Linked DNA regions of Sus scrofa: regions 2, 3 and 4 are each linked to region 1. The links are chromatin contacts, called in public HiChIP or PLAC-seq maps. All regions are on one chromosome and are shown on one strand. The core of a region is the stretch at or near the end of the contact, and the rest is flanking DNA. Distances in the headings are between cores, read along the strand shown. Region 1 holds the start of UBALD2 (UBA-like domain-containing protein 2). Region 2 holds the start of TEN1 (CST complex subunit TEN1). Region 3 holds the start of SRP68 (signal recognition particle subunit SRP68). Region 4 overlaps EXOC7 (exocyst complex component 7).

Region 1 (5,509 bases), core at 1,853-4,352:
ATCCTGCGTTGCTGTGGCTCTGGCGTAGGCCAGCGGCTACAGCTTGGATTCGACCCCTAGCCTGGGAACCTCCATATGCCGTGGGAAGCAGCCTTAGAAAAGGCAAAAAGACAAAAAAAAAAAAAAAAAAAAAAAAAGAGGATAAAGAAATGGGAGTGGAATGCACTGCAGAGTTGGAGGTTGGAGAGGTCAGTTCGCCACCCCTCCCCCAGGACTGGCAAAGAGGGCTGATCCACCTTTGCCCCATTTGGGGCTCGGGGCTTTTCCAGCACACCCCCTGTGGAAGTCCCAGCATCCTTGATGGCTCCACTGAGGTGACAACACAGCATTAAGGAAGCTGTAATGGTTTAACCACAAGGTTTGGGAACTACCCTGGGCCAGTGCTTGACTCCGGCACTTAGGACGGTGACCTTGGGTGAGCTCCTCCCCTCCTCTGTGCCTTAACTGCCCTGCTGGTGAAATGGAATTCTGGATTGTTGCGAGGATTAAAAGGCGTTCACTGACGGTAAACTCTTCTTCGAAAGGTGCCTGGCCTCTAGGAAGGACTTGGTAAATGGCAGCTGTTTGTCACAGGCCAGCTATTTCTTGCCCATCTCTGCACCAACTCAGTGACTCGCATTCATAACATCCTTATCCCGGCCGGTGGAGGAAATACCGGCTAGGAGTCTCCTCAGTAGCTGTATCATGACTCATTCTGGAGCCTAGACCATTGGTGTAACGAGGGTTCTGTTCCTTCCCAGGCTACTACTGTGTTTTATTTGTTAGTAATGGGCTTGTTTTCATTGCTCTGTTTTACTTGCCACACATTGTCCTCTCATATGAAAATAATAACACCTTCAGTTAATAATACCTTGCACTGGGGGAGGTGCTTTCATCCCAACGGCTCAAAGCCCTCTGCAAACATGACCTCATTCATTCTCCAGTGCTCCCAGGCACGGGGGCACTCCTGTTGCCCATTGGGAGAAGGGGAAGCCCTACCCCCATTCATTACCAAACAGATTCTCAGAAGGCAAAATATTGATTAAGCATGTGCTTTACTCACCGCCACAGATCAGAGGCAGGACTCTGTTGCTCTCTCTCTCTCTGTCAGCCCGAAGTGACCCTGTGCCCACAGAAGATCACCAGAAGGGAGTCCCTCTGGCTTGCGGGCGTCCCATGCCCCCAGGTGCCCATAGCTGTGTCCTGCAAATGGCAATCGCTAAAGAGAGGTTTGGAACAAACTATGTTGATATCCAGGAAAAAATAGGTTTGGCAATTATGGTGTTTTCAGGACCCCTGCCTTCCTTGAGAAGCTCTAGTTAAGACCTGAGGGCTCTCGCAGCCTGAAGTGCCTCTGCCCATGTAGATCCTACCTCTCACGGCCCTGGCATGCTTGACACCTGAATGTACCTGTGAGACCTGGAGCCCACAGTGACAGTACTTCCTTGTTCTGGGGCTGCTTGTGGCCCAGGCTCCTTGGCAATGGCAGCTGCTGGCTGCTCACTTTTGTTTTCACCTTGCAATTACTGGAAGGGAAGGGCGGCAAGCTGGGCTGGACTCTCCAGCCACACTCCAGGTCTCAGCTCATGCGCACTCAGGAGGGCTAAGTGCAATCGCGGCAAGAAACAAGTCTGGGCAGGCAAAGAGCTGACTCCTGTCCCTTCAAAACAAACAAACAAACAAAAAGGCTAACTAAATGGGACAAACTAAAAGGCTCATTCTGGTGCCCGAGGCTGTTTTTCATCAGTACATAAACATTGGCTGTAACTTTTTCCTTATTTATATTCTATTCTTTCTATATGTGTAAATTTTCTTAGACGGAGAGTTAATCCATTGCAGGCAAAGTCAAAATAGAGCCATGGCTTGCTTTTTTCTTAGCCTCCTGTTCTGCAGGCTCTTAACAAATTATAATCCACACTGATTGGTGTTTCAGGTCCAAAACTGACTAAGTTTTTCAGAAACAGACATTCTAACAGTGAATTCCAGCAGTGTTTGCCTTACTAAGCACTCTGGCCCTTCTTCAATCTGCTTAAACGCCTTGTTCTTTCTCCACCCCCACAATTCCCAAGTACAAACCTTGAAGGTTAAATCTTAATCCAAAAGATAGAAGCTCCCTGCATATAAACAAACTGTTTTTAAATGTCTAGAGTTGAGATCCAGTACCTGAATAGACGTACTCTTTTTTTTTTTTTTTTTTTTGGGGGGGGTGTTTTTCCAGGCCACACCCTCAGCATATGGAAGTTCCCAGGCTAGGGGTTGAATTGGAGCTGCAGCTGCCAGCCTACACCACAGCCACAGCAACACTGGATGCTTAACCACTAAGCGAGGCCAGGGCTTGAACTTGTATCCTCATGGATACTAGTCAGATTCGCTTCCGCTGGGCCACAGAGGGAATTCCTATTCTATTTTTAAAAGATGGTAGAAATTAAAGTTTCAGTTAGGTCAAACAATTTAAGGGAAAATAATTTTTTCAGCTTGGGATATTAGTGTCTGCGAAAGTCTCATTTCCTCTTTGCCATTATATTTAGTGTCCCTTAACACCGTCTTCCAACTTCACAGAGCAAAGTTTTGGTCTAAAAACGTAGGAAAACTGTTTGGCCCGTGAGGTGGGTAGTGGCTGGAAAGAGGCTTGAAAGGGATACATGGCAATAAAAAGCTTTTTAAAAGTAGAGCTGCTTGAAAGTTTAAAAAAAATAAACAATTTTGAGACTCGAGCAGCTGCAAAGGCTCTGTCTGTTTTCTATTTTGATCGCTCTGTTTCTCGAGATGACCACATCTTTCAGAGGAAATGAGTCAAAGCCACTCTGTCTTGCTTTTCCAGCTGAGCATGTTCAGTTTCAATGAAGTAATGAATGAACTTGGCCGCACCACCCCCAAGCCTACAACAGCAAACAGAGGGGGCTCAGCCAATCAGCAGGCACTCAAGGTTTTCAAGTTGAGTTCAAAAGGACCCACGGGAGACCAATCAGCGAGTGCGGCTCCGCCCCAAACGCACGGCCGTGGCCAATCGCGAGCCCGGACAGGCCAAAACACAGCGGCCGGCCAATACGGGAGAGCCCCACGGCGCCGACATCCGCCAATGGGCGCGGCTGGGCAAAAAGAGAAACAGTGCGGGTCCACAGGCCGCAGGATTCGAATCGAACGTCTGTACCGGAGCCGGGCTCCGGCCGAGCGGCGCCGGCCAATCAGCGGCGGCGGCTCGCGGCCCCCGAACGTTGGGACACCCGGCCCCGCCCCGCGCTGTTGTTTGTGGTGTCGGCCGGCGGCGCGAGCCGGACCACAACACTCGCCCGGCGGGCGGCGGGGCGGCCGAGGGTCCGGGGGCCGCCGGAGGCGGCGAGCGCGAGCCGAGGGCAGCCGGCCTCCCGCGGCCGCCAAGCCCGGGAGAGCGCGCCGGCCGGAGCCATGTCGGTGAACATGGATGAGCTGCGGCACCAGGTCATGATCAACCAGTTCGTGCTGGCCGCGGGCTGCGCGGCCGACCAGGCGAAGCAGCTGCTGCAGGCGGCGCACTGGCAGTTCGAGGTGCGTGCGGGCCGAGCCCCGCTCCCCGGCCCCGGCGCTGGGCAAGGGCGCGGGCCGGGGCGCCCAGCCGCGCGCCGCGCAGTCGTCTGGGGGGGTGGAGAGGGAAACTATTTATATCGCGAGGGCAGGCGCGCGGGGCCGCGCGGTCTCGCGTGGGGCGCGGGGCCCTGCCGCCCGGGACCCCGCGCGCGGCCCGGGGACGCCCCCCCCCCCGCCCCGAGGGGTCGGGCCCGGCGGCGGGGGCGCCCCGGCCGCCCGGGCAGGGCCGGCGGGTGGGCCTCCTGCCCCGGCCCCGTTAACCGCCGCCCTGGCGCTGTGTTTGTCTGCAGACCGCCCTGAGCACGTTTTTCCAAGAAACCAACATTCCCAACAGCCACCACCACCACCAGATGGTAAGAGCGGCCGGGCCGCGGCGGGAGGGCCGGCGGGCCGGAGGGCGGGCCTCGCCGCGGCCGCAGCCCCGCGCGGCCGGGCCGGGGCCGCTGTCAGCAGCCGGCGGTGACAGCCATGTTGCCGGGGAGCGCGGCGCCGCGATGTAAACAAAGAGCCAAAATGTCTTCCAGGAAAGAGCGGCTCCCGCGGCCGCCGGCTCGCCCAACTTGGTGGTCCGGCCCCCGGGCTGCTGCAGCTCGGCCCGAAGCCTATGCCCGGCAACTCTCGCTGGGCCAGGGGCTTGGAGGGCAGCGAGGGTGGCCGGAGGAGGAGCTGGGCGGCAGGGAGTGGGGAGGGGGCTCGAGGGACGGAAACCAGCCGTCTGGGGAGCTGGAAGCCCGAGGGAAGGGCCTGGGACCCCTGCGGTGTCTGTTTACGGGGGTCCCCTCTTGCTGATGGAGTGGCAGCCCCCCGCCAAACAACCCAGCTCTACAGGGAACGGGAAGGGGGTACACCCCCACCACCACCCGGCCCCGGAGAGCTGGGCTCTACCCAGACAATTACATCCACTCTTTCCTGCTCAGGTCTGGAAAAAAGACGTACTGGGAGAGTGGAAGGCTTTCAGATTTTTGGCAAGATAAGCCAAGAATGCATTTAATCTCAGTAGGTGAAGATGCGTACAGCCCAGGAAACAGAAGTGGTTCAGGGCTGGATTTGCTTGGTTTCTTCTCTTTCCCGAGCTGGCCCCAGGCCTGGGCCTTTGCCCTCCTGGCCATAAGGTATCCTGCTCTCCACCGGCACAGAACTTTCCTTTCACTTTAGAGGCTTGAATGCCTTCTCTACCCCTCTGGTTGCCTGTTAGCCCTGCTGAGGGGGCAGGACTGGGCCCCGAGACAGCTTTGTAGAACACGATTGCCCAGACGGTCTGTGGTGGCTTCTGGAGAGCATTTTTGTCATTTTTGACACTGGGCGTCCTTGCCCATGGCCCCCTTCTCAGAGCTGCCGCCTTGTCTGGAGAAGCTGCAAATAGTTCTCTGCGGTGTCTCGTCCTTGACACCTAGTTGCAAAGGACCCTTCGAGACGGGTCTGTCTTGACCCTCTGATCCCACGTTTCTCCTGGAATGGCCCACGCTGGGTATAAATTAACAACCAAAAATGCATCGGAATATGATGGGTGAAAATGCCGGCTGCGGGGCTTCGGCAGGTGAGGCCAGGCTCTTGGTGAACCCAAGGGGGACCCTCCCCCGCACCTGACCATGAGAACACTCCAGCCGAGTCTGGAAACATCTTGCCTCCATCTCCTCTCAGGAGGGCCTTGAGCTTTGCTCCACCAACTGCGGTCATTTCAAAAGGCCCAGGCTTCCAGCACAGCCACGGTGTGCTGCCTTGCACCAGGGAGGTGTGCCCGTGAGCGCTGGGGCTGGCGGTCCTTTTTAGGTTGGGTTGCTCCGTCCCTGCAAATCCCGAGGGGTTGTAATCCCCTTGAAGCTTCCCTCAAGGGCTGTGGCTGGCTTTGTAGCAGATATTATGATCAGTGTACCCATCTGATTGGTTTTTCTTTTAAGAGAAATAAGTCAAAGGACAATGTTAAGACAGCAGAGACCAGAGATGGCAGAAAGCCATACCAGAGGTG
Region 2 (5,509 bases), core at 2,166-4,665, 240 kb before region 1:
ACCTCCATGTGCCACAGGAGCGGCCCTGGAAAAAAGCAAAAAGACAAAATAAATAAATAAATAAATAAAATTTTAAGTTACTTTTAAGGCTACTTCACTTTTTTTCATAGCAGACAGTACAGTTAAAAGACAAAATTACAGACAAGGAGACTAGGAAACGTTTACATTCTGCAAAGAGCAATCTTATTTTCCCGAGGGATGGAGAGGAGGGTTCTTTCACGGCTTGAGTTGAGAAATTTCAAAGTACTTTACAAATATGTTAGCCTATTTCAAAATTTTCTCATGAGGGGAGTTCCCGTCATGGCTCAGTGGAAACGAATCCGACTAGTATCCACGAGGACACAGGTTCGATCCTTGGTCTCACTCAGTGGGTTGGGGATCAGGCGCTGCCGTGAGCTGTGGTGTAGAGTTGAAGTCGAGGCCTGGATCCTGCATTGCTACGGTGGTGGTGTAGGCCGGCAGCTACAGCTCTGATTGGACCCCATCCTGGAACCTCCAGGTGCCGCAGGTACAGCCCTAAAAAGACAAAAAAAAAAAAAAAAAAAAAAAAAAGAAAGAAAGAAACAAAGAAATCTGGTGCCTATCTCACTATTTATGGTCTATCACAGTTAACTCTGTTAGTGACCCATGAAACCCGGGCATGAGGGACAATTGATAGTGTTGGGGAATTGCAAAGACTAATTTGCAATCCCTTTCTCTAATAAAGTGACCTCCCTGTCCTATCTCAGAAATACTGGAGAGATGTCAAAGGGTATGCCAAAGTTACTCCCCAAGCAGAAAGGGCTGTGTCATAAAAAACGATAAAGAAAACAACTGGCTGGTGTCCAGTGATCTTTAACTTACATAAAGGACCTTGTTCTGTTGGGACTTCACTGGAGTCTGGTTACACATCAGGAACCACCAAGGTTATAAAATCTTCCAACCACCCTCTGAAACACACTGCATTCACCATACAAAAGTCAAACCAACCCAACCACCTCTTCCGTGCTGTTTTAAGGGAAGAATTAAATCATACTAACGAGGTGACAAACCCAACTCAGGTAAATCAGAAACAGAAGCTAGGAGTTATTCCACCTCGATAGCCTCACAGCCAGGGGTTACAAACTTGAAAAATTAAAAAAAAAAAAAAAAAAAAAGAGCATTTGGAAGTTGCTAAGTACTCTGATTTAGGCTATCGAAAATAAATTAACCATGTTTTTATAACCAAAATGGAAAGGAGTTCTGAGTGTGATCCTAAGGGTCAAAGTAAATCATTTCCTCTTGAAAATAATAACCCGATGGAGTTAAAAATAATTAGATACCAAATGTATTAAAGGCAGCAGTAAAAAGGAATAATGACTATTGCTACAAAAAGGCAGAACCTGTACCATGTTCCACTTTTCTTGGCTCTTAAATAAGTACCATTCACATTATTTACTCTTTGCCTTTTTTTTAGGGCCACACCTGAGGCGTATGGAGGTTCCCAGGCTAGGGGTTGAGCTATAGCTGCTGGTCTACACCACAGCCACAGCAACGCCAGATCGGAGCCTTGTCCATGACCCACACCACAGCTCATGGCAATGCCGGATCATTAACCCACTGATCAAGGCCAGGGATCAAACCCAGGTCCTCACAGATCCTAGTCAGGTTCATTACCGCTGGGCCACAACGGGAACTCCTCATTTGCTCTTTATTGATGAAAATAGTGGAGTTCTAAAATGTAGAAACCTAAAACCTAATATGTAGGAACCTAAAACAGGAACAAACAAAAACTGTTAAGAGATGTTATAGGCCAAAGGAATCTTGTACTAGGTTCCTATAATTATACTGTTTAAAGACAAACAAAAAAAAGTTTGTGTTTTCTTTCTAATGAAAAAAACACAACCAAAAGCAGATGGTCTGAAAAAAGGTCAGTTTTCAAGAGTAGGACCAAGGCATGTTTTATGAGGTGTCTATTCACTCACATAAGAGCCATTTAAACACCGTTACCAGATTAAAAAATGCTGAATCCTTATATCCATTCTGAGGTTTGACTCAAGTTCTTTTTCATCCATCCCTATTTTCCATTATTAAACTCAAGAGCTACACTATCATGTGAAAATACAATCTGTTATTGCTCTAAAATATTTAAATGTTTGGTCTTTGCAGCTGAGAAAAAAAATTCCTTCCCAATTTAGCTTCTAGATTCAGCAGGCCTCCTTCTTACAAACAGCAAAGTCATTCTGCATTTAAATCACTCAAAATTGACACACGTGGACAGAATTTGTATGATTCTTGAAATCCTATTACAGCATCTCCATTATAAGCTTTGTACAAATGTCATCCACTGAAAAGGCTTAAATGTAAGCGGAAACCTTATTTCTCATACTTACAACTTTAAAGTGGTGTGAAAATATGCCAATTTGAGTCTTCAAACGCCAAACAAGAGAAAAAGGACACCACAGATTGTGGCTTTAGTTTGGGCTTGGGCACTTGATGTAAACTAAGACACACGTACCTTTTTTTGGGGGGGGGGGTCTTTTTTGTCTTTTTAGCGCCACACCAGCTGCATATGGAAGTTCCCAGGCTAGAGGTCAAATTCGAGCAGCAGCTGCAGACCTGCAACAGCTCACTGCAACTCCTGATCCTTAACCCACTCAGGGAGGCCAGGGGTCCAACCTGCATCCTCAGGGATACTAGTCGGGTTAGTTACCTCGGATCCTCCACGGGAAAGCTCCGCATACCTACTTTTTAAACCACAGGATTTCATCTGGGTCTGCGAGGCCAAACTCCCTTATCTTCTTCACCGTGGTGGCGCTCTTCTTAACAGCCACCTCGTAACGCTGGCTTCGACTGAGGAAGTTCAGGTCCTCATGCTGCAGGTCTGGGTCACTCAGAATCATGTTTTCTGGAAAAGAATGATAGGGTATCAAGAGAAACACAGATTCAAGGCTCTGTTACAGCTCCCCGGATCACAGCAGGTTTCGGACTTACGGGTACAGATCCCCTCTCAGGATGGGCGATTCCCCCGCCACAAGCATCTCTAAAAGTGTGGGGAGGGGGTTTCCCGGTTCCCCTAAAGCTGAGCCGGAGGTTGCGGCCTACGCCTCACAGCCGCTCTGACTCCTCCCGGTGGGAGTCTCAAGCTTTGCTCCGGGAAGGGCGGGGAGGGAGGCCCGGCCCGCCGTCCTCACCGATCTCTCGGCGGCGCCGGGTATTCTCTGGACTGCCGTCCAGGACGTGTGTGAGCAGCTCCGGGTTGAAGCTGGCGGCGGCTCGCTCCTTCTGTAGGTCCTGGTTCATGGTGACAGCCAGCAGAGGCAGCGGAGGTCGGGGAGGCGGCGGAGACAGCAGCAGCGAGGGCAGCACCAGCGGGTTATCTGCACCTCCAGCGCGGCGCCAGCCCTAAGGGCCGCCCAGGACGGCGCGAGTCCCCGCCCCCGCTCGCCTCCGCCCGCCCGGGCCCGCCCTTTCTCCCGCGCCGCGTGACTGCCGCGGCCGAGGCGGAGGAGGCGCCAGTGAGAGCCTCGGGGCGGGTGAGTCCCTGCCTCTCGGCGAGAGGAGCCTCAGAGCGGCCCCCGGGCAAGGGGGTGCCCGGAAGAAGGTCGAGAAACTGCAGAGGGGGGACAAGCCGGGAGCTCTCGGTAACCTAACCCCTCACCCGTCACGTGATCACGCTGGGCGGAAAGAGGCAACGTGAAGCCCCCCCGACGCCCTGACAGGTTAGCGACGGGCGGGGAAGGGGCGGGGCACCGCGTCGGAGGAGGACTGCGCCTGCGCCTTGGGACCTGCCCGCCCCGCCGCTTCGGGGTCCGTCCGCTAAAGGCCTCCCCGGAAACGCCGGTGGCCGGAACCTCTAGGGCTGCGGGCGATGCGCCTGTGGGCCTTGCGCAGTTGCTGGGGGAGGTCGTAGGATTCCGCGAAACTATCCAAGGTTGGAGGAAAAAAGGAAAAGACGGGGTCCAAAGTTGCACCGGGGAGAGGCTCCAGCTGTCTTTTGTTAAGATAATGGTATCTTTGCTGCCGGAGGCAAGGGCTGCGAGGAGCTGGGTGTGGAATTGCAGGTGCTTCCCCCCACCCACCGTTTCTGGGTGGGTGTGGACTTGGAGTGAGACTTAGAACTGTGTGTTCACAGGTCTTGGAATCCAGACTTTTCTGTTTCACAATTATCGTCGTCATCAAAGAACTAGTGTAGGAGGATTTGTAATGAAAAGCTCAAGTTGCCTATCCTCAGAAACAGCCACTGTCAACCAGTCGTGGTTTTTTATTTTGATCCCTAAAGAATTGCTCAGTAAAATACTTAACATGCTATTGAATGATTTGCTTATTTTAGTTACTTTTTGACTTCATGCCAGGGTGATCAGGTAATGGCACACTACACATCTGTATCTTTCATCTACCTTTGTAACAACATAACTAATGCCCTTTAAAAAATAAATAAAAATAAATTAAAAACTGTACACTTGCAAGCTGTTCCTTATTGCATCAGTTTTTAGTAACAGTCCTGGCAATAAGTACGGTGAGTGAGGCATTCACCTCAGACAAAAGGGAGCACCAAAAAACGAATCAAGATTAGTAGTTAGGAGTTCCCGTCGTGGCGCAGTGGTGAACGAATCCGACTAGGAACCATGAGGTTGCGGGTTCGATCCCTGCCCTTGCTCAGCGGGTTAACGATCCGGCGTTGCCGTGAGCTGTGGTGTAGATTGCAGATGAGGCTCAGATCCCGCGTTGCTGTGGCTCTGGTGTAGGCCAGTGGCTACAGCTCCGATTGGACCCCTAGCCTGGGAACCTCCATACGCCGCGGGAGCGGCCCAAGAAATAGCAAAAAGACAAAAAAAAAAAAAAAAAGACTAGTAGTTATTTTAATAAGACATTTAAAAAAGTCAAAATGCAGGAAAATCTATGATGAATAAAACACAAAAAGTTGGAGTTCCCATCGTGGCTCAGCAGTTAGTGAACCAGACTAGTGTCTATGAGGACTCGGGATCGATCCCTGGCCTTGCTCAGCAGGTTAAGGATCCGGTGTTGTCTGTTGCAGTGAACTGTGGTGTAGGTCCCAGACTTGGCTCAGATCCCTAGTTGCTGTGGCTGTGGCATAGGCCAACAGCTACAGCTCCGATTGGACCCCTAGCCTGGGAACCTCCCTATGCCGCAGGTGCGGCCCTAAAAAACCAAAATTTTAAAGAGACAGAAACATTATTACCGATTGTTCTTTTTGGCTCAGGTTCCAATGTACCTGGGCAAGTCATGGATAACTGATGTTGTTGTTAATACCCCCGGCATTAAACTATTTGTTTGGCTACCGTGTCTTCCTCTTGTCAGAAGCTGGCTCTGGGAGTTCTCGTCGTGGCTCAGTGGTTAACGAATCCGACTAGGAACCATGAGGTTTCGGGTTTGATCCCTGGCCTCACTCAGCAGGTTAAGGATCCAGCATTGCCATGAGCTGTGGTGTAGGTGACAGACACAGCTCGGATCCCGTGTTGCTGTGGCTCTGGCATAGGCCGGCAGTTACAGCTCTGATTGGACCCCTGGCCTGGGAACCTCTATATGC
Region 3 (5,509 bases), core at 1,102-3,601, 160 kb before region 1:
AAGGCCAGGGATGGAACCCACAACCTCATGGTTCCTAGTAGGATTTGTTTCCACTGCACCATGACGGGAACTCCAGAAAATTAAGTATCATTTTGAGGATTCAATATAACAGCTTGCCTTTCTAGGTATACTTCCTGATACAGCAGGGTAAACAGGATATTAACAAAAACAGCCCAAGTCTGAAAATGCCACAGTGACTTCTATACATCCTGCACGTGATACTGACCTGTACCTCTGAAAATCTCCATGCCGTAAACCATGCTGCTGCTGGGATTCCTTGATAATCTGAAGAACTAGAGTCAGGATTAAGGAAAAGCTCACAATGGCAAGAATCCAAATAAATCACATTAGTCTGTTAGTGCCGGGAGCTCACATCTGTATCAAATCACAGCACATGAAACATTTCTGAAACCCTTAGTACCTTCACTTGTGAAATCTCTAAGAACCATTTTCAACAGCTAATTTTCTTTATTTTTTTGGTCTTTTTAGGGACGAACCCATGGCATATGAAGGTTCCCAGGGTAGGGGTTGAATCGGAGGTGTAGCTCCCGGCCTACGCCACAGCCACAACAATGCGGGATCCCAGCTACATCTGCGACCTACACCACAGCTCACGGCAACACCAGATCCTTAACCCACTGAGTGAGGCTGGGGATCAAACCCACGTCCTCATGGATACCAGTCGGGTTTGTTAACCACTGAGCCACGATGGGAACTCCTTTAATGATTTTTATTTTTTCCATTTTAGCTGGTTTACACCAACAGCTATTCTGTCATACGACAAGGCTAAGCAAGGAGAAAAGCTGATTGCTTGAACTGCTACTACTTCAAACTAAAAAAGGGGGGGGTGCATTATTGGCCACTGAGGATTAATGAAACCCAACAACTTAATAGTTGCTGGATTCTAAATACTGACTGCATCGGGGTGGTTCCCAATGTTTTACACCTGGACCCAGGATTTTACTCATTCAAGCTGATTCAGGTTATAAATGACACGGACTATACCTCTATTTGCATAATGTCCCACACCTGCCAAATCTGACTTTCCTTAGCAGCTGCGACACTGCCTGTGGCCATGCTGAGCACAGGCCAACCAAAGGAGGCCACGGTATGCATTGAATACTAGATTTTCCTTTTAAAAGAAAAAGCCCTGACCAAACTTTCCTTTTAAAAAATCTGAAATTACTTTATGTCCCAAACTTAGGAAATCCAATGACCTTTGCCTACAATTTTAGTTTCATTTCAAAGTCTCCTCGATGCTTCTCTATAGGTGTATTTTCAAGTACTGAACAATAAAAGGACTATTTTCAGTCACTGATGTGACAAGGAGATAGAAGGTTTGCAGCAAAATCAAGGCATTCTAACTGAAGTATATACTACCAGTTCAAAAAGCAAAACTCCAATTCCCCAAAAGATGTCAAGCCATATGTGTAATTTCAGAAATTCACCTACAATTTCTTAACCATTTATCCACTTCAAAAAGCCACAAATCAGACGCATAAGCACTTAATTGTGACACACTCTGATAAAACCAGAAACCAATTCCTCCAGCTCATCTCAATGACTCTCACCAAGATAAAACGCCTACAGACCTATCAAGAAAGCTATCCAAGTACTGCTAGAAATCTACGATGATTTATATTCAAAATGGGCAATACGCTTTTCCTCAGAACAGTCAGCCTTTGCTTCCACTTCCAGAGCATCAAACTGTAACTTTCATTATCCACTCTCCGACGGTTGTCAGACAGAAGCATTAAGACAAAAAGGCCAAGACTGCAGTTTCCTCTGCCCAGCGCAGTGACCCAAGGTGCCAAGCCAGTAGTTCACCAGGGTGGCCACAGTGTCAGCCCTGTCACCAGTCCTCCACCTGGACAACTGCAGGAAAACTGCAGAAAACTGCTCAAGATTCCAGTGCCACCTGAAAGAAGAGGAAATTCCCCAGACTAGAAGGCAAAGGAGATGCGAGAAAAAGCCAGTCGAAACACAGACCCTAGAACCCTAGGTGTCAAAAAAATAGGGGCGAGAGTAACTACAGCCCTCGGCCTCTCCTGCCCAGGGTGCGCCGGGACCCGCCGCATCTCCCGCCCCCGACCCGCCAGAACGACACGTAGTCATTACGAGTTAGGCCCAATTACTGTAGGATACTCTCCAAACTCAGGCTATCCCCGAATTCTTTGTTTGCCTTCGACCCGGCTGAAGGCCGTTCATTTTCCTTATTTTCCTCTCCTCCGGCACCGCGTCCACCACCGCTACTGCCACCACCGCCGCCGCCGCTGCTGCCGCCTCCGCCTCCAGGAACCTGTTTCTCAGCAGCCATCTTGCCCCCGCGCCGCAGAGCAGGCTGGGATAGAGGAGGCGGGACGACCCGGGAAGGAGAGAGCGGGACAGGCGCGGACGGGCTGATGGGATAGCGGCGGACTCCGCCGCCGCCCGTCCTGCCCTCAGGCAGCGGCCACTTGTTGGAGTGCGCCTGCGCATGGGCTCCGATTCCCATGCTCCATTGGCGGCGGGCTAGGCTGCTGGGTCCGGAGGCGCAGGCAGGCCGTAGCTTCTGACGTCTTCTGGTGACCATCCCATTTCCCGTCCACCAAGGGTGGAGGGAGGACCGAGGGATGGCCTCCCAATTCCTACATCCCTGCATGGGGGATCCGGCTCCCGTTCTGCGCACAAAGGAAGGCAGTTGGCTAAGACATTTGATTTCTGGAGTGTCTCCCTCCCCGGGCACTTGGGAGATGGGGTTCCCACCCTTCCGCACTAACTACTCCTCAGTACTCCTCCCGAGAGGGAACCGCCTCTGTCTGCGCCTTCCTCTGGAGCTGACCACAATGCAGGAGCTTTCTCAAGCAAATGGGGAGCTGTACCCTTCCCTGGAAGCAACCCAGTGACACTCAAGGGATAAACAAAATGTCTTCTATCTGTACAATGGAATACTAATTCAGCCTTAAAAAGGAAGGAAATTCTACACGTGCTACAACACGTTTGAAGCTTGAAAATATTGTGCTAACTAAGCCGGTTACAAAAAAGGGTAATATTCTATTTATGTGAGGTATCTATAATGTAGTTAAATTCATAGGAAGTAGAATAGTTGTTGCCAGTTTGATCCCTGGCCTTGCTCAGTGGGTTAAGGATGCGCCGTTGCCATGAGCTGTGGTATAGTTCACAGACACAGCTCAGATCTAGCCTAGCTGTGGCTGTGGTGTAGGCCCTAGCCTGGGAACCTCCATGTGCCACGGGTGCGGCCCTAAAAAGACAAAAATAAATAAATAAATGTCCATCAACAAATGTAGGGATAAATAGAATGGCACGTCATACAATGGAATCTTACTTGGCCATAGAAAGGAGTAAAGGGGAGTTCCCGTCGTGGTGCAGTGGTTAACGAATCCGACTAGGAACCATGAGGTTGCGGGTTCGGTCCCTGCCCTTGCTCAGTGGGTTAACGATCCGGCGTTGCCGTGAGCTGTGGTGTAGGTTGCAGACGCGGCTCGGATCCCGCGTTGCTGTGGCTCTGGCGTAGGCCGGTGGCTACAGCTCAGATTCAACCCCTAGCCTGGGAACCTCCATATGCCGCAGGAGCGGCCCAAGAAATAGCAACAACAAAAGACAAAAAGACAAAAAAAAAAAAAAAAAAAAAAAGAAAGGAGTAAAGTACTAATACATGCTGCATGTGGTGAATCTCTAAAACATTATACTAAATGAGAAAAGCCATGGAGTTCCCTTGCATTCAGCAGGCTAAGGACCTGGATTTGTCCCTGCAGTGGCTCAGGTTGCTGCTGTGCCAAGGGTTAGATCCCCGGCCTAGGAAATTCCACATGCCCTGGGCATGGCCAAAGAAAAGAAAAGAAAGAGGCCACAGATAAAGGTCACATATTGTTTGCTTCCACTTATATACAGTGTCCAGAATAGGCCAGTCTATAGAGACAGAGTGGTTGCCTAGGGTTAGGGGTGGGAGGTGGGTTTCTTTCGGCAGGAACAAAAATGCCCTAATTGTGGCGAACTTCCGTGATGGCCTGGTGAATTAGGGATCTGGTGTTGTCACTACTGTGGCTCTGGTCACTGCTGTGACCTGGGCTCCACAGCTGACCCAAGAACTTTGCGTGCCACAGGCATGGCCAAAAACTAACTAAAATTGATTATGGTGTTGGCTATGAGTATACTAAAAACCAAATGAACACTTTGTATAGGTAAATTTTACACTATGTGAATTATATATATATATATAATTTTTTTTGTCTTTTTGCATTTTCTAGGGCCACACCCGAGGCATATGGAGGTTCCCAGGCTAGGGGTCAAATTGGAGCTGTAGCCACCCACCGATGCCAGAGCCACAGTAACGCCAGACCCGAGCCACATCTTCAACCTACACCACATCTCATGGCAACACCCGATCCTTAACCCACTGAGCAAGGCCAGGGATCAAACCCACAACCTCATGGTTCCTAGTCGGATTCGTTAGCCTCTGAGCCACGACAGGAACTCCGTGAATTACATTTTAATAATGCTCTTTTTTCATCTTTTTTTTTTTTTAAGGGCCACACCCATGGCATATGGAGGCTTCCCAGGCTAGGGGTTGAATCAGAGATGTAGCCACCTGCCTACACCACAGCCACAGCAATGCGGGATATGAGCCACCTCTATGACCTACACCACAGCTCATGGCAATGCCCGACCCTTAGCCCACTGATCGAGGCCAGGGATCAAACCCGCAACCTCTTGATTACTAGCTGTGTTCATTAACTACTGAGCCATGAGAGGAACCCCAATAATGCTTTCTTTAAAAAGAGTAAGTCAGGGAGTTCCTGTCGTGGCTCAGCAGTTAACAAACCAGACTAGGATCCATGAGAATGTGGGTTCAATCCCTGGCCTCGCTCAGTGGGTTAAGGATCTGGCGTTGCCTTGAGCTGTGGTGTAGGTCGAAGATGTGTCCAGGATCCCGCATTGCTGTGGCGTAGGGCAGTGGCTGTAGCTCCCATCTGACCCCTAGCCTGGGAATCCCCGTATGCCCCAGGTGTGACCCTAAAATAGCAACAACAAAAGAAAAAGTCAGATCATCTTGGTTCTATAGTCAAAACTCCGCAGTGGCTCCTCTTTCTACTCAGACTAGAAGCCTTCCTTACAATGGAAAAAAGTCCTATCTGCTGTGCCTCTCACCTCCTTTCCAGTCCATGTCCTTCACTCAACTTAAACCATACCACCCTCCTTGCTTAGGGACCTGGGCAGAACCCTCCTCTTAGAGCCTTTGCACTGGCTCTTTTGTTTTCTTTTTCTCGTGCTTTTGTCTTTTTTTAGGGCCGCACCAATGGCATATGGAGGTTCCCAGGCTAGGGGTCGAATCAGAGCTACAGCTGCCAGCCTACGCCACAGCCACAGCCACGTGGGATCCAAGCTGCATCTGCAACCTACACCACAGCTCATGGCAACACCGGATCCTTAATCCACTGAGCAAGGCTAGGGATCGAACCTGCAACCTCATGGATGCTAGTCAGGTTTGTTAACCACTGATCCCCGACAG
Region 4 (5,509 bases), core at 1,139-3,638, 140 kb before region 1:
GGGGGGGGGGGAGGCCGGGCGGGGCGGGGGAGGCCCCTTACTTCTCCAGGGCCTTGAGGATGTAGTTGTAGTTGTTGTGCAGGAAGACGGCGCTCAGGGCCGGGTCCTCGTACACCTTGGACTTGCTCAGTAAGTTCAGCTGCAGGTTGCCCAGCACTTTACCTGCACAGGGAAGGATGCGGCCATGCCCACCAAGGCAGCTGGACCAAAGGGGGCCCACAAACCAACTCCCACCTGTTGCTCCTTGTCCCTCCCCAATTCCAGAGCCCATGGACCTCAGGACCCTTGGCCCAGCCCCCGCAGACCCTGAACCAGAGGGAAGGCTGCACGTCTGAAGGTCAGGGGCGCTCAGGAGCAGGACGGGAACAGCAGCAGAGCACAAAGGGGAGCGGCAGAGAGAGGCAGGGAGCCCGGGCGCAGGAGCACTCACAGATATAGGTGCTCAGCAGGCGCTTGCTGAACTCCGAGTTGTAGCTGGTGGCTGAGGAGCTGGTCTCTGCGAGAGGAGAAGGCCTGTTACTGCAGCCTGTCCCGGCCGCTGACCCTCTCTGGCCTCCCCTGGCCCACGGAGCAGCTGGGTGCTGAGCCGCAGGGCTCCCTCCCGCCGCCGGGCGCTCCCTTGGGCCTCTTCCCATCATAGGATCAGCAGGAAGGCTGGCAGGACAGCAAGGGGCACGCCCTGAGCCCTAGCCCCAAATCAGATCCAGGCTGGCTGGTTTCTACAAGGCTCTCTTATCCCAGGTGACAGCAACAGAGACTTAGAATAGGCTCTGCATGGCCTCCTGAACCCTCCTGAACAGCCCTCCTGAACGGACCTGCTGCCTGCACAGAGCAGAAGGCCAGCCGAGGGGCAAGCGGGGAGGGGGACAGGTAGGGGAGGGGGCCGGGAGGGGCTGGGCCAGCCTGGAGGGTGTACTGAGGGCGCTGGACACAGCAGGATCCCGCCTGGAGAAGCCCAGGGACAGAAAGTAGCCATCAGGGAGCTGAGAGGGTTGGGAACACGCTGAAGGAACCCGTGTCCCCTCTGACTCCTTCCCCAGCAGGTCCCGGGTCTGTCCAGGGGCCTCTGTCCCCAGGGAAACGTCACCCACGGGGCTCCAGAGGGGGAGGATGGGGCCACCGAGCCCTGCCGCTTACCTCGGGGGTCTAAAGGAATATTGTATGTGTCCCCAAGAACTACGGAGTGAGAGGCAGTGAGCACAGAGGGGAAGGGGGGGAGGAGAGACAAGGAGGGAGAAAGATGCGAAGTGCAAAAACAGGTTAGAAACGGCCGCGCCCTCCAGCCAGGCAGCCCCACTCCCCACGACGCCCAAACACAGGCAGCAGGGCAGCGTCACGCTGCACAAAGGGGACAGCGGGAAAACCGCAGGCCAGAGGCTGCTCCTTGGCTCCCTGCCCAAGCAACCGGGGTGAAAGGGGGAAGCCTGGGGACACCAGCAAGCTGCACCAGGTCTCTGTGCTAACGCGCTAATCCCCCGAGCCCCAGTCCCGGGGCGGCGGTCAAGAGAGGAGGCCGGGCTGGCCCTGAGATGCCGGCCCCTGACGGGGTCAACGGCGTGACACTCATTAGGAGGACAGGCGACACATGAGGAGCCGGGAAACGCGGGGGGGGGGGAAGGGCAGGAAGGGCACCTTCAAACAAGCGCATTCTCTCCAGAGTGAGGACAGCGGGAGGAGCCCAGAGGGGATGGAGGCCACGAGAGGTGGTCTAACCGCCCCCCCACCTTCCTGATGCTCAGCTCGGGGCGGGGGTGGGGGTGGAAATCTCCTCACCCAGAGGGGGCCAGTGCCCCTGGAGGGGGGCTAAGCCCACATCTCCAGGCAAGAGAGAGGAGTGGGGCCCCGGGCCCCGCTGGGAGGTGCCCAGTACCTTGGGAGGCCAGCATGGCGCCTGCTGTCTCCTGGAAGTCCAGGAGCTGCTGCAGGAAGAGGATGGCCTGCAGGGGCAGCAAACAGGTCCAGGAAGAAGGTCAAAGGCAGGACCCACCTGCCACGAGGTCAGGTCACTTCCCACGATTCACCCCTTCTGACCCCTTTGGGGCAGGTGCAGCACCAGGGGTCCGCCCAGTGGAAAGGGGGCTGCCAACTTTGTGATTCACCCTGTGGGTCTGGCCTCTGGGTGCTGGCGGCACTAAGCGGGTCCCTCCTGCCATCTGGGCACCCTTGGTGAAGGCTCCGGGCCAGGCTGGGCCCCCTCCCCGCCCTGGGTGTCCCCACCCAGCACCTACGTTGCTTGTGAGTTCGTGCACGGTGCCATCCTTGGGCATGTTGTATTCTTTGTCTGGGTCGTTCTGTGGGAAAAAACAGCCCCACTCCCTGAGACGGCTCCCAAGGAGGCCCTGAGCCCACCCTGTGCCGCCGGCAGGCTCCTGGCGCCACCTCCTGGCAGACAGATGTCAGCACACCCCTCAAGCTCAAGGGCGACCTGACAAGTGAGGCAGGAGCTTCAAGCCTGGGGTGGGGGCCCCTGGAAGAAAGGGAGGCCCGTGGGTACTGGCAGGAGACCAGAGGCACAGCCCACTTCCCCCCCTTCCTTCCGGGAGGCCCGCTCTGGAGTTCCCAGGCCGGGTCACCGGCTGGCCTGGCGGCAGCGGAGAAGAAAGGGCACCTTGATGTTGTCGGCGAAGTCCTCCAGCGCTTTGGCTCCGACAGTCTCCATGGCGGTGATGAGGCCGGGCAGCTTGTTCTTGGTGCTGGCGGCCGTGCCCTGAGGAAGCACGTGGCTGCACAGGTGCCAGGGCCTGGGCCGCAGGCTGCACATGGAGCCCTGCTCCTTCCAGCTGCTTCCTGGCCCGTCACCCCAGGGGACTGTCTCTCTCCTTCACGCCCCCTGCGAGCCCCCCAGACGCCCCGGGCGCTGCGGAAGTGGCTGCCATTCATCCTCGGAGCCGGGGCGTGGGGGCCGAGAACCACGGTTCCCTTGGGAGGGTGCGCCGGGCGGGCGGCAGGATTCCTCCCCGCCACTGTCCCCGAGGGCCTCCTCACCCACATACCTGGAGCACCTGGTCAAACTCCGGCTTGGTCTGCTTGAGGTGCCGCAGGATGGGGAAGACGGTGAGCACGGCCGAGAAGTCGTGCCGGATGATGGCCTTGCGGGCGGCGGCCACAATGTTCTCCCCTTCCAGCATCAGCCCGTCCAGGGCATCCTGAGGGAGCGGGGCCAGGGCAGGGCTCAGGGGAGGGGGCCGACGGCTGGTTCCCAGGGACGGCGAGGCCGCCGGCAGGAGCCTGGGGGGACGCTGGCCTCTGACGGGGAGGTCCCGACGGGGCACGGCGCCCAGGACAGACCCCCGGGATGGCGGGAAGGGTGGTGGGCTGGAGCCGAGGGCTGTGGACCACGGGCCTGGCCCACACGCAAGCTTCTGCAGGGACAGCTCTTGCTGGGGCATCTGGTCAGGGCCCCGGGGCGGGGTGGGACCTGGATCAAAGAGTCGAAGGTCTTTTTCTGATGGTGCTCGGGGATGACGTCGGTCAGCAGCTGGTACTCGCTCTGGGCCAGCTTGACGAAGGCGCTGACGCAGTGGATGTAGGCGTCGGTCTCCACGTCCAGCATGTCGTCTCTTCCTGGGGGGGGGGCAGACAGCGTGGGGCCTGAGCCACTGGTTTGGGGGCAGCCCCTCTCCCTGCGGAGGGAGGGCACGAGTCTCCCCAGCTCCCGGCCTCCGGCCAGACCAGCAGCAGACGAGGAGGGGGACTCTGCCGGCAGAAAGCTGAGAGGACTCCCGCGGGCCTGGCAGGGTTGGAGGGAGACACAGGGGCTGGGTCCAGCCTTGGCCCTAGCTTCACTGTCAGCTCCACCACGGACAGAGTTTACGCCCGAGTATTGGGTACTAGACGGAGAAAAGGCTAACACACGTCTGACCCCAGGACTGAGGATTCCGGATGGGACCAAAAGAGGTTGCCCAGGGACAGGCAAGTGGCAGTGACCACCTCAAGGAGGCGGGCACCACCATCGTCTATCTCAGAAAATGCTGGCAGTCAACAGCCCAAGCCAGGCCTTCTAGAACATATAAAAAGGCGGTGGGCTCTGGTCCATGAGCCTAGCTGGCGTGGGGTCAAACCTGGAGAGGAGGCCCTGTGCGCCCCAGAGAGAGGGCTCTCTGGTCGTCTGCTGCCCCAGGAGGAGACCAGGTCCTTCTAGAGGAGGCTGGGGCAGGGGTGCCTGCAGGCAACCTGGTTCTGTGTGCCAAGGGATGGGCTTTGAGGAGGAGTCAGAGCCTCGGAGCCGATGCTGGAGTCAGGTGGTGGCGCTCCCTGCCCTCTCTGCCCGCCTTCCGAGAAGCGGCAACGTCTCCCCGGGCCCTGGGAGCCAGGCGTGCACTCCCATCTGGAGAGAGGCAAGGAGACAGACCGAGTGCCCAAAAGAGAGAAAGAGACCAGAGAGAGAGGGGGCGAGTAGGCCTGGCTCATCCTTGGAGCGGAGCGGCCCGGCTGGGGCTGCGTGAATGCAGTGGTGGCTGCCGGCGGGCTGGGCAGAGGGACTCAACTGCCAGCGGCCCGTGCTTGTCAGTCAGGGCCTCAGACAGGTGCTTAACTCGGAAATCATGCTGGTGACCTTTCGAGACGTCGGCCGCAAACACAGGCAGCATTTGTCCAGGGGTGGGGAGGCTGCCTCTAGGGGGACTGGGAAGAAGCCCTCGATCTCTGGGGGGACGTGAGATGGGGTGGGGGGGTATGGGAGGGGGGCTCGGGGCCTCAGACCACCCTGGGAACAGCCATTTCAAGCCTGACGTGCAGTGCCCCGGCCACCCTCAGGGGCTGGTTTCCCCAAGCCCGGAGCACCATGAAGGCGTCGGAAGAGTTCCTGCCACTTCAGACGCTCGGCCCCAGGAGCTTTATCTCATCAGACAGAGAAATGCCACTGCCAAGGGCATGGGGACAGCCTTCTTTTGTTCCCCAAGGCCACTCCTTTTTTTTTTTTTTTTTGCTTTTCAGGGCCACACCTGCGGCATATGGAAACTCCCAAGCTAGGGGTCGAATCAGAGCTGCAGCTGCCGACCGACCGCCGCAGCCACGGCAATGTGGGATCCGAGCCGCGTCTGCGACTTACACCACAGCTCACAGCAATGCCGGATCCCTGACCCACTCAGCAGGGCCAGGGATCAAACCTGCATCTTCACGGATGCTGGTCAGATTCGCTTCCGCTGTGCCACAACGAGAACTCCCAGGGCTGCTCTTTTGAAGGAGGGCCTGGTCTACCAGGGCAGGGCCATCCCTCCTCTGACGGGAAGAAGGAGGGACACGGCATACGGGCTGCCTGTCCCCGTGTGGCACACGCTCCCCTATTTTTTTTTTAATGCCACACCTGTGGCATATGGACGTTCCCAGGCTAGGGGGTCGAATCAGAGCTACGGCTGCCGGCCTATGCGGGATCCAAGCCATGTTGGTGACCTACACCACAGCGCACGGCAACGCTGGATCCTTAACCCACTGAGCGAGGCTTAAGCGATCGAACCCACATGCTCATGGATACTGGTTGGATTCATTACAGCTGAGCCACAGTGGGAAC

What was found. HiChIP or PLAC-seq counts read pairs in DNA pulled down with a chosen protein or histone mark.
Region 2: an H3K27ac HiChIP or PLAC-seq map of alveolar macrophages shows a contact between it and region 1. The contact joins the promoter of TEN1 here to the promoter of UBALD2 in region 1. A contact is called at or near these places in 1 of 5 promoter capture datasets (liver), 7 of 47 Hi-C or Micro-C datasets (embryonic fibroblasts, heart right ventricle, liver and 2 more) and 2 of 2 datasets of contacts at active chromatin or transcription factors (alveolar macrophages and skeletal muscle).
Region 3: an H3K27ac HiChIP or PLAC-seq map of alveolar macrophages shows a contact between it and region 1. The contact joins the promoter of SRP68 here to the promoter of UBALD2 in region 1. A contact is called at or near these places in 2 of 5 promoter capture datasets (fetal skeletal muscle and liver) and 1 of 2 datasets of contacts at active chromatin or transcription factors (alveolar macrophages).
Region 4: an H3K27ac HiChIP or PLAC-seq map of skeletal muscle shows a contact between it and region 1. The contact joins the enhancer-like site here to the promoter of UBALD2 in region 1. A contact is called at or near these places in 6 of 47 Hi-C or Micro-C datasets (embryonic fibroblasts, epiblast stem cells, heart right ventricle and 3 more) and 2 of 2 datasets of contacts at active chromatin or transcription factors (alveolar macrophages and skeletal muscle).

The regions. Positions count from the first base shown.
Region 1 is chr12:5,206,266-5,211,774 of Sscrofa11.1, reverse strand. It overlaps UBALD2 (UBA-like domain-containing protein 2), which reads left to right and starts at 3,102. Exons shown (of 3, transcript XM_003357957.4): 1 at 3,102-3,504; 2 at 3,834-3,896. The coding sequence starts at 3,385.
Region 2 is chr12:5,449,046-5,454,554 of Sscrofa11.1, reverse strand. It overlaps TEN1 (CST complex subunit TEN1), which reads left to right and starts at 3,415. Exons shown (of 4, transcript XM_003131187.4): 1 at 3,415-3,680. ACOX1 (acyl-CoA oxidase 1, palmitoyl) reads right to left here and starts at 3,281. Exons shown (of 14, transcript NM_001101028.1): 1 at 3,153-3,281; 2 at 2,707-2,866. The coding sequence starts at 3,261.
Region 3 is chr12:5,365,196-5,370,704 of Sscrofa11.1, reverse strand. It overlaps SRP68 (signal recognition particle subunit SRP68), which reads right to left and starts at 2,351. Exons shown (of 16, transcript XM_005653867.3): 1 at 2,146-2,351; 2 at 227-293. The coding sequence starts at 2,317.
Region 4 is chr12:5,346,585-5,352,093 of Sscrofa11.1, reverse strand. EXOC7 (exocyst complex component 7) reads right to left here. Exons shown (of 20, transcript XM_003357964.4): 8 at 3,419-3,564; 9 at 2,994-3,146; 10 at 2,609-2,707; 11 at 2,229-2,291; 12 at 1,871-1,937; 13 at 1,138-1,176; 14 at 431-496; 15 at 42-162. Among named protein-coding and RNA genes, the nearest start is that of ZACN, 11 kb to the left of the region's middle. Within about 2 kb of position 2,388, at least 9 of the 83 cell types and tissues checked have an H3K27ac peak or open chromatin away from gene starts, as enhancers often do. A contact at or near this core is called in epiblast stem cells and skeletal muscle, where this site is marked.